2 separate regions of the Muntiacus reevesi genome follow, and region 2 is linked to region 1. Evidence: chromatin contacts called from public Hi-C data. All regions are on one chromosome and are shown on one strand. The core of a region is the stretch at or near the end of the contact, and the rest is flanking DNA. Distances in the headings are between cores, read along the strand shown. Region 1 holds the start of COG6 (component of oligomeric golgi complex 6). Region 2 holds the start of PROSER1 (proline and serine rich 1).

Region 1 (5,553 bases), core at 866-3,365:
ACACCATACTAAAAAGTTACTTTATTCAATAACTGCCACTATGGTTTTTAAAGCCACAAAGTGATAGGACCAATCTGATTTAGAAAAATAATCCTGGTGTCAGTGCAAAAGTAGTAAGAACAGGCAATGCAAACACAGAACACACTTAAAAGTTTAGCTGCTAAAGTTTTTGCCTACATTCCAAGTGAGAGGTGTACATAACTCAAAACAAAAACTGAGGAAGCAGTAATGGAATATGAAAACTATTGCTAACTTAGTAAGTAAGTATGTGGTGTGAGGTTAGCCTCATATCCTTGGGAAGGATTCCATAGCCTTGGATTACTTATTCATTTACTCATCATAAAATACTAAAGACATGATAACATGGTAATGATTTTGATGTTGCAGAATAGGCACAGAGAACAGTGCATTAAAAGGATCTAGCACTGAGCCTGATTCTCAATTATTTGGATGCTAAATAATAGAAGCTGTGGTTTTTTTTCGACTTTCCAGGTGGCTCAGAGGTAAAGGACCCACCTATGCAGGAGCCGCAGGGGACACGGGTTTGAACCCTAGGTCTGGAAGATCCCCTGGAGAAGAAAATGGCAACCCACTCTAGTATTCTTGGTTGGGAAATCCCATGGACAGAGGAACCTGGAGGGCTACAGTCCTTAGGATTGCAGAGAGTCGGACACGGCTGAAAATGCACTTGTGCTTTTAATAGAGGGAAGAATATAGAGGATTGAATATTCTATTTTATTCTATGATTCACCACATATGGCTTTAATAAATGCCATATTATATTTTGATAAAGTCACAGTGAGCAATATGGTGTGACTTCCACCTATTTCAGACACTAAAGAGCAGGAAAGCTTTAATAAAAAACCAAAGGGGGAGACAGGGAAATTGATGAGGCTCTCCTTTCAATTGCTACTTGGAAGGCAAGAATGTCTGCATTTTACACTTAAGCATGGTTCTTCTGCGGTTATATAAAAATGCTTTATTCTTTTACATATAAGTCTTTGTTCTCTCACTAAATTAAAATATTTAGGTCAGAGCTTGCCTCTAATTCTTTCAGTGTCTATTATCGTAAGGAGTTTAATATACATAAATACCTTTACATTTTCACTAAAAGAAAACCTTATCTTCAATAAAATTGTTATATATAAATATTATACATAAACATATTTAAATAAATACATATATAAAACCTACGTCTCTGATGAGGCTTACCTGAATATTCGTTTTTAACTGCTGGAAAATATTGAACTGTTTAAAAGTATTGATTTCCAACACTTAGCTTAAAATTTACAGTTAGCCTTACAAAAGAATAATAGGTGAATATTAAAAAGCATATAAATTGCTTTAAACATCCTTAAATTTTACAGTAATTTTCCTGTCTTCATCCTACTATATTTCTAATTTCCAAATTATCTTGTTCCTTTTTATTACAATTGCAAATTCAGAGAAGTACAAATAAACACAGAAAAGTGGGCCCCCTACCTTAATGCACTCAGCTAATATATTCAGTAACACATAAGGGAGATTAGAAAACTTCAGTCTATTTGGAAAGGTACAAATGAAAAGTGTAAGTCTGTCTGCCAAAGGAATGCCATCCTAAAAAGAAAAAAAAAGCCCAAATTTGCACGTACCGGTATTTCACACACACACACACACACACACGGTGATCACACTACACACACTGCAACGCACCTTGCTTTTTTCACATACTGTATTTAGGAATTCTTCGCGCATCCACAGTTAAATCTCCTTCACAGCGGAAGACGGCTGCACAGTATTAAGTGAACTTAACTAGAATTAGCTTTAACTGAACATATTTGCCCAGGCACAGGTCTCAGTGTATGTAAGTCTAGCTCAGACTTTCACAGACTGAAGGATTACGAAATCTCTTTAATCCCATAAACCGTAATATCCCAGCTCTACACCTGATTTGAATTTCAGTCCACTTTGCAAACGCAGTCTCGCGTGAGTCTCCTCCTTCCGGCCTGAAGCCGTGCTCCGCCTCCTTCGATTTCTCTACCCCTCCCACCAGCTTCCTAGGAGGCAGGCTGAACAGCAGTGGGCGGGGCACAGCCGTCCGAGGGCGCAGGCGCGGCCTGTGCGCGCATGCGCGCTACGCGGCTACTGGCGCGTCCCTCCCCTGGGCTGAGGTGGCCGGCGCCTCTCCGGGGGCTGGACGCGAGGCACTATGGCCGAGGGCAGCGGGGAAGTAGTCGTAGTGCCCGCGACCGGGGCTGCCAACGGCCTCAATAATGGGGCCGGCGGGACCTCGGCGCAGACCAGCAACCCGCTGTCGCGGAAGCTGCGTAAGATCCTGGACACCCGGCTGGACAACGACAAGGTGAGCGGGGCTGGAGGGGCCGAGGGTCGCGCATCCCTGGGAGCCGGGGTTCGGGGGTGGTCGTCTGTCCGGCGCCCTCGCTCGGGTCTTGTCCCCGCCTCGAGGAGGGCACCCCAGGCCCGCCGGACCCCCAGGTTGCGTTGCCGACGTGGGGCAGATGAGAAGGGGGAAGCCGAGGAGACCCTGGAGAAACGAAGAGGTTTCCAGGGTGTTACCTTTATTTAAAAGGGTTTCTCGAAGATTCTGGGTCAGGAAGGCAAACGGTGGAAGAGGGGTTCTCCCTGACCCCGACAGGTGTTGGTCAAGCCATAACGGCATAAAGGGAAAAAAAAAATGTAGAAGTGAGAGTTTTATAGGTAAATGTGTAGGCATCTGACAGTAAGCTATCGATAAGACTTTGTGTATAAAAGATAACATTATACTATGATGAGTAAGAAAGACGGTCCACATTATACTGTGAGGACTAAGAAAGGTGGTCTCTAGGACCACCACTTACTAGATATAACCAGCAAACTGGTGCATTCTGGTTTGAGTAAGTCCATTAACTTTTCTAAGCTGATGTTAAATCTCTAAATTGGAAACACCGCAAGTTACTTTGTCAGGGTTGTTGCGAGGGTTCAATGAGAGAAACCAGGTGAAATGCTCAGCACAGGGCTGCAGTTGTTGTTTCTTGTTAATTCTCAATAAATGTTAATTTTACACAGTTCATTAAGGGTTTAAAGTGTCTATTATTGACATGAATCTTCTCTTTTAATACAGCTGCTCTGGTAAATTAGCATTATTTCTTTTTTACTCATGAGAAAAATAAGTTATGGAGAGAGTGTCTGGGTTCATTTGCCCCCTAGTCTGTGTGATTTTGTTCATTTAGCATTTACTGACCACTCATTTAGCCACGACTCCAGGACGTATCAGGGCTGTGTTCCAAAAAAGAAACAGCTTTATTTTATCTATTTTTTGCCATAAATATATATAGCTAAAGATATTTTTTCTGTCTCTTAAATATTAAACTGAATATAAATAGCCTTACAGTTTTTATCATTCCAGTCATTCTTTAAAATTGAAGTATAGTTGATTTGCAGTGTAGTGTTAGTTTTAGGTGAGCAACCAGATGTGTCCAGTGTTTTTATGATAGCGTAATCAAAACATGGAAAGTTCAGCCTGTTTGAACATATGTTAGTTGAAGTGTAAGAATTCTCTCTGTAGGATTTAGGGTGCTATTGGACACAGTGGGCTTGGTCTTCTGCCCTCTACCCATGTTCTCTTTGTTAAAGAACTCTCTTAGTCTCATAGCTTTTTAAATAGTAAAAAGCATGATGATTCTCTAATTTCTAACCCTGTTCCTGACATCTCTACCAAGCTCCAGTTGTTTACATGACATCTCCAGTTGGATACCTGATCCATATCACACAGACGGCATGGCCAGAATTCTTGATTTTTCTCCAAACTGGTTCTCTTCCCCTGTTAGTAAAGAACCTCACCATATACCCTTCATGCAAGAAGCATATAAGTGCTTTTTTTATTCCTGTTTTCTTTTCCCCCACATCTCACATCCAGTTCATTACAAATCCTATAGGCTCAATCTTGAAAAATATATTCTAATTTTTTTGGAGTATCTCTTTTTTATCTGCTTAGACCATCTTGGGCTAAGCCACTGACCACTATCAAATCTTGCTTGAATTATTTTGGTTCAGAAGTTGTCTCAGAGAGACCTTCCTCTCTTAAGTCTAAGTTCAGCTCCCAGTTACTCAGTTCCCAGCCTAGAAGCTACTGTTAGTACTTATTTTTTAGATATAGCCTTCCAGAGTTGGTTTATGCAGGCACCAGTAAATATGCATGTACTGTACATAGTCCTTTTTTCTTTTTTTTAAACATTTGGTGTTACAGATGTTTCTGTAACTTTTTGTTTCACTTACCTGTATCTTGAAGCTCACGCTATGTAAGTACATACAATGGCTGTTATCAGTCTCTTTAACCAGTCCTTTTTAGATGAACATTAAGGTTCTTTCTAATCTGCAATTTCAAACAATTCTGCAATGAATAACCTTGTATATATGTCACGATGCACAAGTAAATATGTCCTTACTGTGTTTCAGAAATAAGTTTGCTGTTCACTAATGTGAAGGTCTTCCGGTATTTTTTGGATTGTGTAATGGAAATAAATTCTTGGGAAATGATTTCAGTAATTTTTGCCTAAGATTAGAAAGACATTTGAAAATTGGCCCCAATAATATTCTTTTATTACCAATTATGTAGGAGATGTTGGAAGCTCTTAAGGCACTGTCAACCTTTTTTGTTGAAAATAGTTTGCGGACTCGAAGAAATTTACGTGGAGATATCGAACGCAGGAGTTTAGCCATCAATGAAGAGTTTGTAAGCATTTTCAAGGAAGTGAAAGAAGTATGTAAACTCTTTTCATTTAGCATTTATTGAGCGCTTACTGTATGCTTGGCTCTGTGCTAAGGTTTTTATATATAGAGTTGATGTGCTTGCTATTTGTGTAGCATGTTCAAATAGAAAATTTAACTATTAACAATTCCTTCAGCAGCATCTTTCTTTGGACTGATGCAATTTCTAAATCCGTAACCTCCACAAATGCTGCTTCTTAGAACGTTGAAACATTTGCTCTGGGAAATTCTTTTACGAATTTTAGCATTTTAAACAGCAACAGAAAACCATTTCTCTGAGTGATTTTCCAGTAGAAATAGTCTTTCGTTGAGTACACCTCCCTTGGATAACTATTTTTCCACTGGAGATTAATAGGGACTGAGTAACCTTACTGCATCCTAAATTATGAAATTTTCAGATTAATTAAAATCAGTTACTTCAGCTAATAAATAATTATTCATTATATTTGAGTGAGCAGTCTACTCACCATAGGGTGAAAATGAATTTTATTTATTATGACATGTTTTATTAATTATATTAAATTAGAGTGATATTACATAGTTAATATTTCTATGTGAGTTGTGTGAAAATGTCACACATGGTACCAGCAGGTGCTTAATAAACACAAGGCTATTTTTTTTTAAAGATTTATTATTTCTTTGTTTGTGGCTGCACTGGGTCTTCACTGCTGCACTCGGACTTTCTCTAGGTGCGATGAGTGGGAGCTACTCTGCATCGCGGTGCACAGGTTCTAGGTGCTCAGGCTTCAGTAGTCGTGGTGCATGAGATTAGTTGTTCTGCTGCATGTGGGATCTTCCCAGACCAGG
Region 2 (5,553 bases), core at 1,109-3,608, 450 kb before region 1:
GACAGCTAGTATTACCTACAGACATAATGACACTCAGGAAGAGATTGCCTGGTTTAAACTGACTTACATTTACAAAGTCTGAGAGCAATTTTGAAAAGCCAACAGTAACTCTCATACTTAGATACACCATACTGTCATCCTATTTTAATAACCTAGTACTATGTTGATGTATCTAATTATTTGGCACAGGCAGAAAAAGATTTCATCTTGATTTCAGACCAGAAATAAGGGACTTATGTTATGAATTTGACTTTAATCTCTAGAAAAGTTTCTATCCCTTTCATTAGTATTTACCATGTCATCTTTCCACAATTTAGCAGGGAGAGAATATACAAATCGACACCCTAGAGCTTCCAAAAGAAATCAACTCCTCTCCCTGAGCAAATTGTTGTTAAACAGTAGTTTAACATCAGCTCATTAACAAACTGTGGCAAATTCTAAGTATGTACTGAACAGGCTGACATTTTATTGCAGATTTTCATTGGGCAAATTGGATTTGCAAAAGCAGAAATTTTATTTTGATTCAAAAAAAGAATACTCAATAGCATTACAAATGTAAACTAACAAGCAAATTTGAAAAAAAAATTTACAAAGGATGAAGGAAAACAGAATTTTGCTTTATACAGAATGAAGAAAAACAGGCAATTTTATTAATAATTTCATAAGCTGAAATAAATAATAATCACCAGTGCACAAGGTAACAAGTCTTTCCACTTCAATCAAGGGTCTTGAAAATATGAAAATGGCAAGGAAACAGCCCTGAAATTCTAAGCAAAGGACCCTGTATTAACATACGAATAGTTAGTCTTTTCAGGTTTAATTTTGTAAAGGCTTAACTTTTTGCACTTAAAATACTGTTAAGCCTCAAGGTTACATTCCAATTTTTTTTTATTTTTTGCTGTCTACTGGGATGTAGGCTACCTACAATAGTTTCAAAACGAAGCAAAAACCTGGCAAGCAGAAGAAAAAAAGCTTTGAAATGCAAGTTACTGAAGCCATTCCTAAGAATCTGCCTTTAAGCTTAATGTCACACTTTTTATTAGGATACTAACTTTGTCCCGCGAGGCAACAAATACAGTCTTACAAACTTAAAAATCCTGTCATCATAACCACCGTTAAAGGAACTTTTTACATATTTCTAGTTTTCAGTCATTCTTAATCTTACTGAAAGATGAGGAAATCGCTTAGAAATACGAAATCACTTATCCAAAATTACAGTGATTCAAGATTTGTAGGGCGGGCTTGGGAACCGAGGGCTCTGAACATAAGCTCCGCAATACCGGTCTGATTCTCAAGCAGTTGAGTTAGCAAAAAATCTCCGTTTTGTATCGTGAAATGTATCAAGATATAAACTCCTACATTAGACGTTAAAATTCCAACCAGTTTTGCAATCCTCAAATTCGTATTTTACACAATCTGCTCGGGGTCCCCCAAACAGAACATGAGATCATGAGAATTCGTAACTCAAAGATTGAAGGAATTAAGTGCAATTACCTTTCTAATTTCATCCAGCACCATTTCAAAGGACTTTTTGTCCATCTTGACTACTATCTCGAAGAGGTTTTAACCAGTTACAGTTTCAATTACAAAACGTTCATCCCCGGTCCGCTCCGAGAGTAAAAAATGTTCCCAGCCAAGGAGAAAGACTCAAGGAGCAGGAGGAAGGATGCGCCAAGAGGTAGAGGACTTCAAAGTCTGCAAAAATTTCTAAAAATGGGGACTTATAAAAACTTTTTATTAAAAAACAAAACAAAACCCGTCAGGCTTCCCCGGCTTTTTTACACAAAGCTTCAGGACCGCTTGGGGAAGAGCCGGGTCCTCTGAGTCCCGCAGAGAAAACCCGGCGTTCGGTGGCCGGAGGCAGAGCGTCTGTCCCCGCAGAGCAAGGCCAGAAGCCGCCAGAGGAAGATCGGGGAAGCCGCCTTCCCGGGTGCAGCGGCCCGAAAAGCAGAGGCACCCGCGCCCCGAATCCTGTGGCCGGCGAGGAGGGAGGCACCGGCTTCTCGGCCCGCACCAGCGTCTCGGCTGCCCCTCACCGCCGCGAAGCTGGCCTCATGGCCCGGCTCTCGCTCACTCCCCGCAGCTACCGCCGGACTCCTGGGTCCCGCAGCCCGGGCAGCGGCGGCCTGGCCGGCTCTTTGTTACCATCTGCCACCGCTTCCGGGAGCGGGCCGGCGGCCGGCGAGCAACGGGAGCCGGGCGAAGGGGGTCACGGTCTCGGGTAGGGGGGCTCCCGAACACCGCAGCGCCAACAGCGCCGGGAGCGCTTCCTGGTTACCCCCACGGCTTCCCCCGGCTCGTGGGGGACCTTCGATGGAGCCCGTCGCGCCCGAGTCAACTCAACTCTGCGCCGCCAGATTAGGCCCCTCTCTCCAGAGAGCCCAAGAAGGGGTCCTGGTGTGGGAATGTAGGTGTCCCTGTCAGATGCCTGTAGGTCTCGGAATTGGATACGGTAGAAGTCCTTACCCAAAGCCTGGAAGTTATTTTTGAAGGGTCATGCCCTTAATTCTAGAGTTTGATTGTGCTCGTTTTTGATTGGTAAGTCCAAATTTAAAAGAATGTACGTCGAGTGGTTAAGGCATATCCACGGGCACCCCGATTTTGCTGGACTGGAGAGGTCCACCGCTTGGATGGGCGGAAGGGCGGTCACGTGGTAAGCCCGGGGCTTGTGACGTGGAGGTGGGGAGGGAACGCGCTGGGAATGCGGAATCCCAGTGGGGACTGTGTTTCGCTGTGATGTCCCGTGGTTTCTGGTTCTGAAACCTCGGGCACCCGGGGTAGGCGCTTTGGAGCTAAGAGCTCACTGCCGCGACGAACTGCGAGGACCTGAGACTGTCCTCCGGCCCCCAGCCGCCCGCCAGTCCTGCCTCGCCAGTCTTCCCGTCCGGTCATGACGAGATTCTGGGTCTGCATAGCCGGCGCTGGCTTCTTCCTAGCGCTTCTGGTTTTGCATTCGCGGTTCTGTGCCTCTCGGGTGAGCTGGATGGTTAGGAAATGGCTTCTCGGGTAGCAGCACTCTTGGGAGGTGGTCTTGGGATGGAGATGGAGCTGGTTCTCTCACTGGCTGGTCTCAAAACTGCACCTGAGGCCGAACCGCCGACGAGTTGCCTCTTGGCGTTGAAAAGTTTGTAAAGTGGTGTGTGTGTTCGGTTGGGTCTCACTCTTTGCGACCTCATGGACTGTAGCCAGCTGGGCTCCTCCGTCCTTGGGATTCTCCAGGCAAGAATACTGGAGTGGGTTGCCATGTCCTCCTTTAGGGGATCTTCCCCACACAGGGAGAGAACCTTGGTCTCAGGCATTGCAGACAAGATTCTTTACAGTCTGAGCCTCCAGGCAAGTACACTGTCAGTTTCCTTATTTTCTCTTCCTCCCCAGCTCCCACCACATCTGCACTTGGCTTTTAAAGTTTCCTGGAGAGCTGAGGAGATTCTTTACCGGCTGGATGTGGATTGGCCGAAGTATTCAGAATACTTCACTGGAGCAACATTTTGTGTTGGAGTTGACTCCCTCAACGGATTGGTTTATGTAGCCCAGGTAAGTAAAACTGGGATTTTTGTTTTTAAAGTTATGAACGCAAAGAAAACAGCTTTCCTATGTTACTGTACCAAGTATCTGTGTACGTTTATGTTACGCCAATTGTGGAATTTGTTTTTTTTAGTTAAAGTTAGTGTTTTGGTTTTGAGCTTGATAGGGGTTAATATTGTTTGGTTTTGTAAACATTACATCATATCTTGGTTAACCTTTGACTTCTGTTTCTCCTTGTGAAAATAATGATTGCTTCCTTAAAATTGATCATATCTAAGCAGTTATTTTTGTATACCTTCAGAGAGGGGATAACATCCCAAAGGTATTAGTGTTCACAGAGGATGGATATTTCCTACGAGCCTGGAATTATACAGTTGACACACCTCATGGTATATTTGCAGCCAGTACACCACAGGAAAAATCCGTCTGGATCACGGATGTAGGAAGTGGTATGTGTAGTAATCTCTCTTAAATTATCTTGCTAGAAACCTCCTCTTTGCCCATGTTCTTGCTTGTCCATTTTGAAATCAGAGTGGCTGAATCTATTTGTAATTTCTTCAGTGATTTGTGAAATTGCCTTTCTAAATTTTTATATTGTAGTTATGTGTAATTGAGACATTTAACAAGGAGGCTATCATTATTGTGATCTTTCCTTTAACTTGTCACAGGACTTTTGCCTGTTAAAATATCAGTTGCTCTTCTTAGACTACTTCTGTGAAGGCAAATAAATTGGTAGTCTCTAAAAGCTTATAAATGGGGTCTTTGCCTGTTGTTTCCCTTTACCACTTGTCTGAGAGATTTTGCTGAGAAACCAGAACTGCATTCTTGCCCAGAGTGCAAAATTTGCGGAAACTGCTGGTGGTGTGAATGCTTCTGAAGTCCTACTGACTTTAGCATGTCTGAAACCTTTCCATTAAATAATTTTATTAGAGTGTGCAGGTGGTGCTAGTGGTAAAGAACCCAGCTGTCATTGCAGGAGACGTAAGAGACTTGGGTTTGATCCCTAAGGTGGGAAGATCCCCTGGGGGAGGACATGGCAACCCACTCCAGTATTCTTGTCTGGAGAATCTCAGGGACCAGGGAGCCTGGCGAGCTACAGTCGATAAGAGTTGCAGAGAGTCAGACACGAAGTGACCTAGGAAGAAGTGACCTAGGACAGACGCATGCTGCCAGAGTAAGCACAGTTGAAGTTAAAACTGTGAGATAAGTGTTCAGAGAGAGCTGTTTGCCTGTGCTTGTGATTTAAGATAAGATGATTCAAGAGATAACCTGGTATTATTATTTCAGGATCTCAAGAAAGAAAGAGATCGTAAAGAAAATATTTCTAGTCTTGTACCAGATAAGTTCATGGCTTGAAGGTCATTCTGTTTCCCCACTTGGGGCTAATTCAGATACCATTTTGGAATTAAAGAGGTCTCAGGTTTTGTGAAAGGTGCACTAACCATATCTGTTCTCAGTACCCAGATTTCTGAGCCTCAGTCCGTGAGTCCTTTATTTCAAGCTATATTTTGGATGGTAAGATTTTGGTTAAATCAGAAAATCTAGGTTACTTCTGAGCTCATTGTTAGACCTTACTGAAGTTTGACTATTTTTGCTTTTTTTTTTTTTCCTTCTCGGGATTCACAGTTAAAAGGAGGCCTTTACTTTTTACTTCCTTCCATTCATGTGATCCTTTTTTATAAAATACTTCACTGGTTCCCAGAAATAAAAAGAACACACGTTTTGCTTTCATTCTTTCCATTATAGCTTGTTTTTCCATGCACAGATCTGAAGACAGTTTTTCTATTTCTTCCTATATTTCAAAGTATAAATGCTCTTTTGTTAAAACATGGCTACATGTTAGCCATTTTTAAAGAAACACTATCTACTGGTATCTTTTTTCCAATTCCTTAGAGACTTTGAAGTTTGTCTTCTTTACTGTTTTGCTCTCTTAATTATTGCTACAAAGTTGAGCTCAAGTCTCCAAAACAAGTATAATAATAAATTGTCGAGATAGGATGTAATGCAAGCTGATTCCCATTGTTTCCA

Evidence for each region. A called contact is a pair of places that touch in the nucleus more often than the background predicts.
Region 2: a Hi-C map of blood shows a contact between it and region 1, with 4 times the contacts expected there. The contact joins the promoter of PROSER1 here to the promoter of COG6 in region 1. A contact is called at or near these places in 2 of 3 Hi-C or Micro-C datasets (blood and muscle).

The regions. Positions count from the first base shown.
Region 1 is chr11:21,209,176-21,214,728 of mMunRee1.1, reverse strand. It overlaps COG6 (component of oligomeric golgi complex 6), which reads left to right and starts at 2,115. Exons shown (of 19, transcript XM_065901886.1): 1 at 2,115-2,341; 2 at 4,595-4,738. The coding sequence starts at 2,189.
Region 2 is chr11:21,657,712-21,663,264 of mMunRee1.1, reverse strand. PROSER1 (proline and serine rich 1) reads right to left here and starts at 2,358. Exons shown (of 13, transcript XM_065902110.1): 1 at 1,495-2,358. The coding sequence starts at 1,539. It overlaps NHLRC3 (NHL repeat containing 3), which reads left to right and starts at 2,686. Exons shown (of 7, transcript XM_065902086.1): 1 at 2,686-2,974; 2 at 3,376-3,534; 3 at 3,827-3,974. The coding sequence starts at 2,891.